Regions from separate parts of the Gossypium hirsutum genome. Here region 2 is linked to region 1. Evidence: chromatin contacts called from public Hi-C data. All regions are on one chromosome and are shown on one strand. Each heading gives the region's core, a stretch centred on a gene start, on an enhancer-like site or on the middle of the called end of the contact. The rest is flanking DNA. Distances are from core to core; before and after follow the strand shown. Region 1 holds the start of LOC107962752 (polyprotein of EF-Ts, chloroplastic). Region 2 holds the start of LOC107962745 (casein kinase 1-like protein 3).

What was found. A called contact is a pair of places that touch in the nucleus more often than the background predicts.
Region 2: a Hi-C map of leaf shows a contact between it and region 1, with 2.7 times the contacts expected there. The contact joins the promoter of LOC107962745 here to the promoter of LOC107962752 in region 1. A contact is called at or near these places in 17 of 34 Hi-C or Micro-C datasets (anther, callus, fibers and 4 more).

What each region holds. Positions count from the first base shown.
Region 1 is chrA06:15,786,247-15,792,506 of Gossypium_hirsutum_v2.1, reverse strand. It overlaps LOC107962752 (polyprotein of EF-Ts, chloroplastic), which reads left to right and starts at 2,373. Exons shown (of 5, transcript XM_016899245.2): 1 at 2,373-2,636; 2 at 3,683-5,393; 3 at 5,926-6,183. The coding sequence starts at 3,749.
Region 2 is chrA06:15,935,793-15,942,052 of Gossypium_hirsutum_v2.1, reverse strand. LOC107962745 (casein kinase 1-like protein 3) reads right to left here and starts at 3,641. Exons shown (of 14, transcript XM_016899237.2): 1 at 3,233-3,641; 2 at 3,096-3,136; 3 at 2,879-2,948; 4 at 2,629-2,777; 5 at 2,376-2,542; 6 at 2,181-2,242; 7 at 2,034-2,097; 8 at 1,869-1,953; 9 at 1,646-1,772; 10 at 1,226-1,308; 11 at 1,043-1,100; 12 at 1-37. The coding sequence starts at 3,308.

The sequences.
Region 1 (6,260 bases), core at 1,124-3,623:
CCTTGATCGCATGCATGCATGTGGCAATTAACAAACTTATATATATATATATATTATATATATTATAAGTTTAACTTCAACTTTTGCAGCTCTTTACCACGTTATAGTTTATTGTATAAATGAGTTAGGTAACAAAAAAGGGGGTTTGAATTTGATCCCGAAGCCAAGAAAGTAACTGTATCAGTTTTCTTTTCTTATACATGCATTTTCTAGCAAGATCATTGCCATTCCCCTCACTGTTAAATAAGTGGAAGAGGTGGGAAATGTTTAAAAGACTTTGTTTATCAGTTTGTAACCTAAGCCATATTTTTTAATAGGATATATGTATTGGCCTGACGACAACCTGCATATATATAATCAAAACTGAGACATGCAGATCGAATCTACCGAGGAACTAAACAAACGGGCTTTTATATACTTCTCATTTGCGTGTCACGTGGCAGCAGGCAGCAGCTTTAAGATTTATTTTTGGGCTCTATCATTCAGGGCTGATCAAAGGCGGAGGCTTTTGATGAGCGCTGAAGCTCTATTGGGTTGTTTGTGGCACTAAATGGATTGAGCCCATTTTGTCTGCGTGTGTGTGTAGAACAGGCTCTAAAGTGGCATATGGCAGACTATTTGAGATGCCCGTAGAAAAATGCGATGCTTCAGATTCAATTTATGCATTGATTGTTTTGTCAAATCATTTTTTTTGTTAGATATTAGTTTTAGTTTAGTGTATTGATTTGGGTTTTTTTATATGTTTAAAAAATAATATAAAATTATTTAAAATTATTAAATAAATTTTAAATATAAAATATTCATTAATAAATTTTACAAACAAAAATACATCTTTTAATAAAACCAAAATTAATAAGAAAAAAGAAACTGAGAGATAGGTGGAGATTTTTTCTTATTAATTTTTTATTTGATAACAGGATGAGTGGATTTTTTTTTATTATATTTTAGTTTTTATATTTTAAATTTAAAAAATGTGTTAAAAAGAAATATTTAACATAATAATAAATAGTAAAAAAATTATATTTTTTTTATTATTCACACATTGTTTGATGCTTTATGTTTCAATTTGTGTAACTAAAATTAACCAAAACAAGTTAACGCCACTGATACTGACCAAAATTTTTATCAATATAAAAAAGAATATCACTTGTTGTACATTAATATTGGAATGATGTACACTAACTTATACACCCAAAATCGGTGCAGAACTAAATACCATGCTTTTAATTTTTATATAAGCTTGTTGAGCATTGAAGCTTGTTTGAACTATATGTCGCCATGAATGGATTGAGCCATTTGAGAAGGGGCACACAGTCTCTTTAATTTCTCTAGGTCATAAAATGGGAAGCATTTTTATATTCAAAGTTATATAATTTTATTATTATATAAATAATTTATTTCACCCTCTAATTTTATAAAAAAAATTATTTTAACTCTCTATTTAATTTTTCATCTCTTTTAGTTTTTAAGCTTACATTTTTTTTATCAAATCACCCCAAGATGAATAGAATAGTTAATGTTTTTTTTAACTTTATTGACATTTCATAAAGTGGATAGCATGTAAATATTTAATTAATTTTTTAAAATTTAAAAATTCAAAAAAAATTAAAAATTATTTTTAAAAATTAAAGTAATTAAAACTATTAAAAAATATATAAGCATTATAAAAATATTTTAAAAAATTAAATTTTAAAAAAATTAATTAAATACGTACGTGTCATCTACGTGGCAATCAACGTATATGCCACGTTAATAAAATTAACAAATGTTAATTTTTTTATCCATTTCAAGATGATCTGACAAATATACAAATCTAAGGATTAAAATATGCAAAAAATTAAATAAAGAACTAAAATAACTTTTTTTTATAAAATCGGAGAGAAAAAATCATTATACCTTAAAAATTTTACACTATACTAATAAATCACACTACTCAATTGGTTATATTTAAATCCAATTCAACTCCATATGATAAAACTGAATGTGTTAATTTTGTCATTTTTATTTATTTATAAAGGATAGAAGTAAAATTGTTAATGAAGTCTTAGTGTGATTGGTGTAGACATTGTTATTAGTGCAAAAGATTATGAATTTAAATGTATAGAAGTTCATTAGACTCTTATTTAATAGTTGGATGGATAGAATCAAATTCAATATTGGTATTAGCTAACACAATTTTATTTTTTACCAATCCGTTGAAGGTAAAAGATGGTATTTACTCTCTTATTCTCACCAGACAGTGATTATTTTGTTTTCTGAGAACCCATTAAAAAGGGTCATAGGTCCAATTTTTCTAAGTGAAAAATAAATGAATGAAATTTGAGGTCCAAACCAATTCGGTATCTAATACCAAAGCTATGGGTTTAGTCTTTGGTCCAAACCAACGCAAGTCCACCTTAACCAATCAAAAACTAAAGGCTGAGAAAAAAACTCATATGCAAGAGCCAAGATGAGCCCAAATTCTTCATCGTATTTATTTCATTTCAATTTTTTATTTAATTTTATATATCCATGAAGAAAGCCTAAGATAAGGATTTAAAGCCCCACCTTTCGTTCTTCTTCATATGATGAATAGCCTCTATCACCAAACAACACCTTGGGTTTTTCTCTGATAGTAAGCTTTATCTCTCAAATAGGTATAGTTTTTACTTGGTCATAAGCTAACGGGTCATTGTTTTTGAAGTTAACTTTTTGTTTTTCTGCCACTTACTGATATTGGGTTGTTGTTAATTTTCCCAGTTTTGGTTCTCTTTAGCCAGAGTTATGTGACGTATGGATTTTTATGGTGTTTTGGTAATGAATCTGCTTTGCTTGTTTAGTTAATTGGGAGGGAAATGTTGGCTTTTATTTTGTGAGTGAAAAATTCTATTACGTATAACGGTGACAATAATGTGTATTAGACAATCCATTTATTTAAAACATAATAAAGAATAAAAACAGTGAAGAAATGAAATTTTAATACGGAACTCATCTATTATATTAAGCTAGAATTACGGTTAGTTTTCATCCAAGTGTTTTATTGGTTCATAATGAACTTTATAAGAATTGCTTATTGATAGGTGCTGCTACTTCATAGAATCTTATTCAAATGCACAATGTTATAGTTTGGATATTATTTCTTTCCCCTTTAGAAGGAAAAGAAGGAAAAATTGTTAAATCTCTTTTCTGTTTGTAGTTGACGTTTTTATCTGAAGGTACAGATTTTTCCCAGTTGCTAGAACTTTTATATGAAAGAGTTATCTGTGTGTTGCGGCTCTGAATTTTTAACATAGGCCAAATAGGCACAAAACATGCCTATTTGAGAATTTGGAATATGAACTCCCCAAGTCCTAATGCTTTGTGAAATATCTATGACAAACAAGGTAGATTATTATCTAAATCAGTCTTTAATTTCAGGAATGAATATATGGAAAATAGCTAATAAACAGGTACAACCAAGTATGCCTCTAGTATAACGCCCTTAGTTGAACATGAAAATTAGATTTGCATGAAAAACTTAAAATCACCGGAATAATGCCTGGGATTGAAATATCTGCTTGGTGAACTAAATTACAGTTTCTTTCTGTATTTATAGACGATGTTAGTGAAATTGGTTTGAGTATGACTGTTTCTAGGACATCTCATGCCTTCTTGCAAACTTGGGAAATTTATGTTTTTGAGTATATCATTCATGTTCTTGTAGGTGAAGATACAGATGAAAAATCTATTTTAGTGTAGACTGTAATTTTCACTGTTCAATCAAGTCAGCATGACTCCTGTGATCCCATATTCTGTTAGCAACATTACATTCATCCCTGGAGCTGCCTGTACAGTAAGGAAGAACACTAGTTTGACAAGATGCAGTTCATCAAGGAAACACACGAGATATGCTTTACCCTCTCAGAGATTCATCCTACCTCTATCAACCTCTGTTACTTCATTTCGAAAATACGGAACAGGGTATGCCTTACATGGAAAACTGGGAATTTGTTTATCAACCGCAGGGACTGATGTGGCGGTGGAGGAATCTGATTCTTCTGTGACAAAAGTTTCCAGTGGAGGATCCGAAATACCTTCAGATGCCGTTGAAACAAGTGAAGATTCGACTAGCCAACCAGATTCTACTCCTCCAACTCAATCAAAACGAGCAAGACCTGTTAGGAAAAGTGAGATGCCACCTGTAAAGAATGAGGAGCTTATTCCTGGTGCAATGTTTACTGGGAAAGTACGATCAATCCAACCATTTGGTGCTTTTGTTGATTTTGGAGCTTTCACAGATGGACTGGTGCATGTTTCCAGGTTGAGCAACAGCTTTGTTAAGGATGTTGCAAGTGTTGTTTCTGTTGGACAAGAGGTGCAGGTGAGGTTAGTTGAAGTAAACACTGAGAATGGGAGGATATCTCTTTCCATGCGTGAAAATGATGATGCTAGTAAGCGCCAGCCACGGAAAGATGGTCCTGCCAGTACTGATAAGGCAAGGCCTTCCAGGAAGAATGCTTCAAAGTCCAGCTCAAAAAAAGATTTCAAAAGCTCAAAATTCGTCAAGGGACAAGAACTAGATGGCACGGTAAAGAATTTAACTAGGTCTGGTGCTTTCATATCTCTCCCCGAGGGGGAAGAAGGATTCTTGCCCCAATCAGAAGAAGCTGATGACGGACTTATGAGCATGATGGGGAACTCATCACTGCAAATTGGCCAAGAAGTCAAAGTTCGTGTGCTGCGCATCACAAGGGGACAGGTAACCTTGACAATGAAGAAAGAAGAGGATGATGACAAATTGGACTCACAGCTTAGCCAAGGTGTGGTGTACACTGCAACAAATCCCTTTATGCTGGCTTTCCGTAAGAATAAGGAGATTGCTGCATTTTTGGATCAGAGAGAAAAGGCAGAGAAAGTAGAGGTTCAACCGGCAGCTAATGTGGAGACAACCACTGTCTCTACTGAAGTGGATGAAACAGTGGTACAGGAAACAGATACAATAGCTGAGATTGTGAACAAGGATGAGGAAACTGCAGAGAAGGAAATAGATGACAGTTTTGAAGCGTTGTCTCCTGAACGTAGTGGACAAGTTCCTTTGGCGGATGTGGTGGAAAGTGATCAAATAGCTGGATCATCTGGAGAAGTAGTTGACCAAGTGACTTCCGAAAATTCAGTTGATGAAGAGTCTACACAAAAAGATGTAGTACAAGAGGAAGCTCCCCTAGCTGAGGATGAAACATCGGTTGCTGCATCAGTTCAGGAGGAACAAATCGGAAGTATTCCCGAAGAGCAGGTAGAAACACCTCTAGCTGAGGCTAAAACTCCCTCTGCTTCATCTGTTCAAGAAGAAGAAATTGGAGCTGTTCCGGATGAAAATGGCAATGTTGCCAGTTCAGTTGTACAACCAGATGTTACTGATCCCAAAGATGCCGAAGGTAGATAACCATTACACTGCTAGCAATCCTATTCTGTGAGAAATTCATATCCTATTTTCGTTATTCTGCACAAAATGATAATTGCAAACGAAGTATCTGTGGTTTTGCGTACATACACAGAACAAACAGACATGTAATTACTGTCTGATTTCTGCAATATTAATGAGGGCAAAAAGTCTATTTTTAGACTGTTTCTTTTCTAAAAGGGATACAACTCAGAAGTTCTCTATTAAATGAATAGTTGCTGAGTGAAAAATAACCTTTTATAATGTACTTTTTTTTTTCTTGAGCCGCTTTAGAGTTGACACATATCAACTTCATTAGTTCATTTCCTTCTTTCTTTTGTCAATGTTTGAGGAGTAAGTTTTTAATGCAATAGATGACTTGTGTCATGTCATAAAGTTGTCGTTTCTAACTAAGCAATGGTTCTATGTGGGAAACAAAGAGTTAAAGAGTAATTGAGGATATGTTTTCTTAGTTCATTTTGTTTTACATCTATGTATTACTATTTCTTTTTGCTGATTTTGCGCAGATACAGTGGAAAACGAGGCAGGTCCTGATCCACCTCAAGAATCAGCTGATGATCAGATTAAGTCTTCAGGAAGTGAAGCAGTTGAAGAAGTAGAAAATCAACCCGAGGATACCAAGGATGAAGTGCAAATAGAGACACCAGTTTCTAAGGATGAAATTCCTTCTACTTCTGAAGTTGAAGAAGCAGACTCTGCACCTCAAAAGAACGACGAGGTTACTGATTCAAATGGCTCTATGTCCAAGGAAAATGTGACTACAGGTTTATACTTTCATTTTGACAATTTTCTACATATTAAATGCATCTTATAAACTTTGAGTTAGGCTCTAATCCAAAAT
Region 2 (6,260 bases), core at 2,392-4,891, 150 kb before region 1:
CTAATGATGTCAGTAGAATAAGTAGCACTGAAGCCTCCTGGCATTTAAACAATAACAGCTTAATGTTATTTCCAAACAAAACAAAAATTATGAATAGCAGAATTAGAGATCTTGCTAAAGATAGTGATCATGATGGTTTTGCATCTCAGCCCTATCACCTTTTCTGTATGATACAACCAAATGGCTACCATAAAGATTTCTATATAAATTATTCATATTATCTATAAATTTCACATATTTACAGATATGTGCATCAACAGCATACAAGTAAACATCCTAGTCTCCCAATATTAAAGGCAACTAGGCATCTTTTCTCTACCTTAAGCCTCTGCCCCACACACAGCAAAATAAAGGTAAAACCAACATAGATGGGATATTAAAAATCTAGAAACCTGTATCAGACAAGGAAATGCAGTCTCAGTCACTGCCATTTTGTTCTTTAAATCCTCCTTTTAACCAAAGTAATCTTATGGATATATAAATTTAGTCTCAGTCCCAGAAAGCAAAACAATCAAAATGGTACATTAGGCATTAGACTAGAGACATTGACTAGCGGCTTTCCCTTTAATGATAAAGTACATGTTTAAAGGGCAAGCATTCTGAGAAAGGATTATATGGATTTTTATAACAAAATTTCTGTAGTAACCACAGTTCAAGAAGAAAGAATAAAAATTGGTAAATTTTACCGTTAAATTGTAATGTTCAAGATGTAAAATATGTAAAGAAAAAACTAGTTTTTCAATATAATTTTCAGAAAGGAAAATAGACCATATCATTTAAAATTTTTCTTTTCAGGAAAGAAAACAAATGCATACTGTTCACAGACCAAACAGACGAGAAAAAAGAAAGTGACCCCAAGATTAAAGTTCTTCCGACCATGGTGTATGAATTTAGTTACTAAAGACACCATACTCCTCAAATTAGGACTTAGGATGTCCTGCTTAACTTATTACAGGTCTTCTAGGATTCTTTTGTCCAACAGATAAACTCCTCAAAACACCTTTCAGTCATTTGAGCACAAAGCACATCAGCAGGAGCTAACCTTGATGATTATCTACATCAACTGGTAATGGGCGACTGCTGCTACCTCCAGGAATTGGCTGTAGGGGAAATATAATCTTATCAGAAAGAACCAGTATTTCTTATGAATGATGCAAGTACATTCTAAATGCAAAGAAAAATAATTTTTGTTACAAGTTTTAAGGAAAAGGAGCAAGATACTAACAGACAACTGATGCTGAGATCTACTTTTCTGGGCCTGCTGGTACTTGATGATCGTCCAGTCAAATATGTAGTCAAACTCATAACCTACCACAAAAAAGAACTGAAAATTACTTTGCAGCAAATTATGTACAAAATTTTTCATCTATGTCATGTCGTCATCATTACAAGGTCAACATCCTGATACTTGTCCAACAAGCCAATTGTCATAGGCCTTTTCATTGGTTAAGCCTTATGCTTTGAAACAATGAGCCCTTGCTGAACATAGAAGACATAAGAGTATAGCACATGTCAACTGCAGAAAAGTAATGACCAACAAGCAACAGAAGCATTTGAAAATTTCAAGCAAGGAAATGTCAACGTATATGCTAAGAAAATCAGACTGCTTTTACAGAAATAAATGGTGGAATGCATACAACAATACCTTCACGAGCAAATAAATCACGGAACAGACGCTTCAAGAATCCATAATCAGGTCGTTGATCAAATGACAAGGAATGACAATAATGGAAGTATGATGCAAACTCCACGGGATGAGACTTACATAGAACCTTGATCAACAGGAGTCAGAGGAAAGAGAAGCCATGTTAATCAAATAATACTTGAACCACAATATAGAACTAAAAGATATATAAATGCAAACACACCTCAATAGGAGTGGACACCTTCTTCTCACATATTTTATCATATTTCTGCTTCTTTGTTGCAGCTTTCAAACCTTGCCATGGAAGGCTATATCATGAAACATTTTGGTAGGTTTAATATACAGAAAATAAACCAATTCATAAAATCACTGAAAATAGGTCACCTACCTTCCTCTAAGAAAATATAAAAGTACGTATCCAAGTGACTCCAAATCATCCCGCCGGCTTTGCTCTACAACAGAAATATTACAAGTTAATATCTAAGTAAATGAAAAAAATGCTTTGTTCATCTTATAACTGACCGAAAAAAATTACCTATTCCAAGATGTGTGTTGCAACTTGCATAACGTGCAGTTCCCGTTAAATTCTTGTTTTCTCTGTGGGAAGAAAAATTCTTTTATGTCAGTAACAGCAATTCATTATTGACATATTACATAACTGGCACAGAATGCATCTAGCAATCCAAAGAATCAAAAAGGTAAGAAATAACAAACTAAACAAGAAAACTACCTATAAGGAATGTGGCGATTAGTTATGGAGTCTCGGTATCTTTTAGCAAGCCCAAAATCAATTATATAAACTTGATTTGCTTTGCGACCAAGTCCCATGAGGAAGTTATCAGGCTTTATATCTCTATGGAGAAATCCCTTTGAGTGAACATACTCAATTCTTGTAATCTAAAAACATTCAACGAAAGTAACAATTTATATAATCAATCCAAAAAGATAAAATAAAAAACAAAATGTCACGGATTTTAGTTCACCATTTGATCAGCCAACATTAAGACAGTTTTCAGCGAAAACTTCCTGCCACAGTACACAAAAAGATCTTCTAGACTCGGTCCAAGCAAATCGAGAACAAGTACATTTTCTTCCCCATCAACACCTGACCATTTTATGCTTGGAATTCCACCTATACGTAAATTAGAAACAAAGCGACTCAGTATTTCACAGTTGTTTAAAATTTCATAAATTAAATAAATGAATTCATTGAAGTTGTAGTAAGGCATTTACTTCCTCCTTGAAGAATATTGTACAATTTGGCTTCGTACAGCAGCTGCGGATGCTTTGTTCTACTGTTCTCCTGTAAGAGCCAAATTGAAATTAATAATATAATTTTAAAAATTTAAAACAGGCGATTTTCAATTCTATCTCACATATCTACACTAAGAAGCATAAACGTCAACCAGATCAATATCCATGAACCTAAAACAAATAAAAAGACACTTACGATCTTAACAGCCACGATCTCAAAAGTATCGATATGCGTAGCTGCCGAAACGAAATCAAAATCATAAAAAAATCACTTTTTAACGTATACATAAAAAATTATGAAAAAAAGGAGTAAAAATAGAGGATAAGACGAACCGAGATAAATTTCACCGAAGGATCCACTGCCGATCTTACGGCCGAGCTTGAATTTGCCACCGATTATTCGTTCCATGCTTCAATTAGATCGACGACGAGTCCGATCAACGAGATTCAGATCATTAAAGCCAGAACAAGAGCTTAGAAGGATTTTGAGAAAAACTTTTTTATGGTTTCTTTTTTCTTTTATGTTTCTCTTGTGAAAAACCGAAACCACAAACAGGAGCAACCTCACAACAAACAACAGAAAGGAACTGCGTGGATTTTGAGAACGATGAAGAACGGATAAACAGAAATTTTACAAATATTTTAAAAGGGTAATTTGGGGATTTAGGATAGGTGGGAAGGAAGCACGTTGACCTGTTGAATAGAGTGATGGGATTTTAAAACAAACCAACAAATAAATAAGGGGGTAGGTAGGTAATTTAGGGTTTTGTGATTATAGGCGGATATGATTGGGATTTGGTCGGCCTTGTAAGGGTATTACGGTAAATTAATGGGTCTGCTACCAATTATTTTGGGCCTAGTTAGGGAATAAAAATAATGTTGACGGCTAAATCTTGGAGTCCATCAACATCAATACAAACGAGTAACGACACAGCCGGTACCGTACACCACCAGCTTTCCTCTTAAGTATCCTTTGAATTTTCACAGTTTCAATTTTTATGAAAAAAATATGGTTGTTTAAAGGAAAACAGAGTTTAAGGTATGATGGACTTGTTCTATTTTCTATTAAATTTTAAATATTCTAAATAACTTCTTAAACTATTAATATAGTATTATTCTAGTCTTTCTATGATTCTAAAATCATCTTGAGCTTTAAGGATTCTCTTTTTTCTCTCTTCAGGTCCTTACACTTTTCTCTCTCGTTTTACATTCCTAAAGGAGGCCTTATGTCGCCGGTGCCAAGCGGCAGTCTTAGGGTCAACCGTCGACCTCTTTTGCCTAACTTTCACCTTCTCTCTCCCTTCTTCCCGCTTCTTTTTTCCATGTTTTTTTTCCTTTGCTTTTGTTTTGTTGACAAGGAATGGGCCGTCAGGCTTCCGGGCCAATGACATTTCAGTCCTTTTGCTGCGAGCCATGGCTCTTACTTGAACCGTTGGTTTCGGCTTTTTGTCTCATGACTTGCCTTTGGTCGCCGGCGGAAGGTAATGTCCTATTTCTCCAGGGGTTGTCTTGGCTCTCCTATTCATCATCTTTGACGGCCAATGAAGCTCTGTCTTGGATGACTCCATTTTTTTGCCTTTCTTTTCGTTTCTTTTTATGTATCCCTCTTGCATAGTGAAGCCCCGCTCGTTCATGGTTAGAAGTCGGCATTTCTCCAGCCTTCCACTAGTCCCAAGCTTTGATTGTCATTAGTGCCATTGCATCAGGCTCTGCCCGGGTGGCTGTCATGGTCGATGTCTAGAGGGTGATGTTCTGACCTTGACCCTTGCTTCGTTGATGCTCTCTCAATGCCATGACGAATCCGATGTCTCTTTCTGAGTTTCACGTTTTAGATGACCTCTTTGAGAGGCTTGACTTTCAATCATGTCAGATGCAGAAATAATCACCTGAATTTTGCTCCCTCTCTACTTTCGACGATAGCCGTGACGTAGGGCCCATTTGGATACACAAGGCGTTTATCTACTGATAGCATTAAAAAAAAAAGGTTGAGACTGAGAATAGACACGCTAGAGATAAAAAAAAAGATTAAATGTATTGCATTGGAAGCAAACGTCGGAGCCTTTACTAGGGTTGTTAGGGTTTATGGTGTTTTGTGTTTTGGGTGATGATTGGGCCTTTTCTAATATATTTTTTAGATATAAGCCCATTTACCTCTTGAACTGTATTTGTTTGGGTAGAAAAGTGAAAGAAAAAAAAGTAAAAAAGTTGTAAACATTTTTTAAATATTATGTTTTTTTATTTTTTCAACTTTATCAAAAAAAGATAGAAATAAAAATTTATATCTTTTATTTATTTTAAATTTCTATCCTTTTCAAATATTCATTTTTCTGATTTTTTTTCCAAGTGAAATTTACTACATGTATTCTTTGATTTAGTACGAATCATATTAAAATATATAGATAAAATTTTAAATATATATTATAAAATATAGAAATTATTTGTACCAATTATAAAACACTACATACCAATTGAAATCGGTTTGTCCAACACGACAACAACTACCATTAAATTAGATTTTCATTGAATAGCTCGTAAGCATTAAAAAAACCGGAAATAAGTAGTTAAATCAATTAACCCCCCCCCCCCTAAAAGGGTTTTATATAATGTTTTGGGTTACTATATTATTTTTTATTTGTTTGGCCCAATTTATGTTTATTTGTAGCCCAAATGCACTAATTTTTGCCAAATACAACGAACTTTCTTCAGCTTCTGTCAACTCAAGCCGTTGAGCAAAAATCTAACGACCCTGGAAATACAAGGAAAAGTAAACTCACCAATTGAGAAGAGCAATTAGATCTAAGTATAAGCTTGGGCAGCTCCGGGCAGACGTTACAAAACTAATAAATATCTAACACTGCAACATTCACCAATTATGATGACTCTCAAATTTTACACTGATTTTAATTTTTTTTTCTTTAAATTTTACCGACTAAGCATCAGAGAGTACTTCGAAAAACCAATTCCGATACTCTCTAACCTGTTTTCTGTATCATAGATAACTTGAAGCATCAATTTTATAATCTAGAACCATTTTTCGAAAAAACTGACCTCAAACAATTTTGAATCATTAATATAAAAAGGCTAAAATGATATAATAATAAATGCACAAAATATTGTCTCATGATTTTGAAATTAATATTTTACCAATTGAAGAAATAAAATATGCTAAATTCACAAATTTTCAGCAACAATGGGGAGGGTGACTCTCACCCCGACGGTGATCGTAACACTAAAAAAGTAAGGTTTAAAGAGACTGTTGTTGATGAAGATTCTTTTATGGCTGTGGATCTCGAACAACAACTGACTATGTCGTGGAAAGATAAATTACTAGGGGGACACGATGTAGTCTCTAATTCAGTTA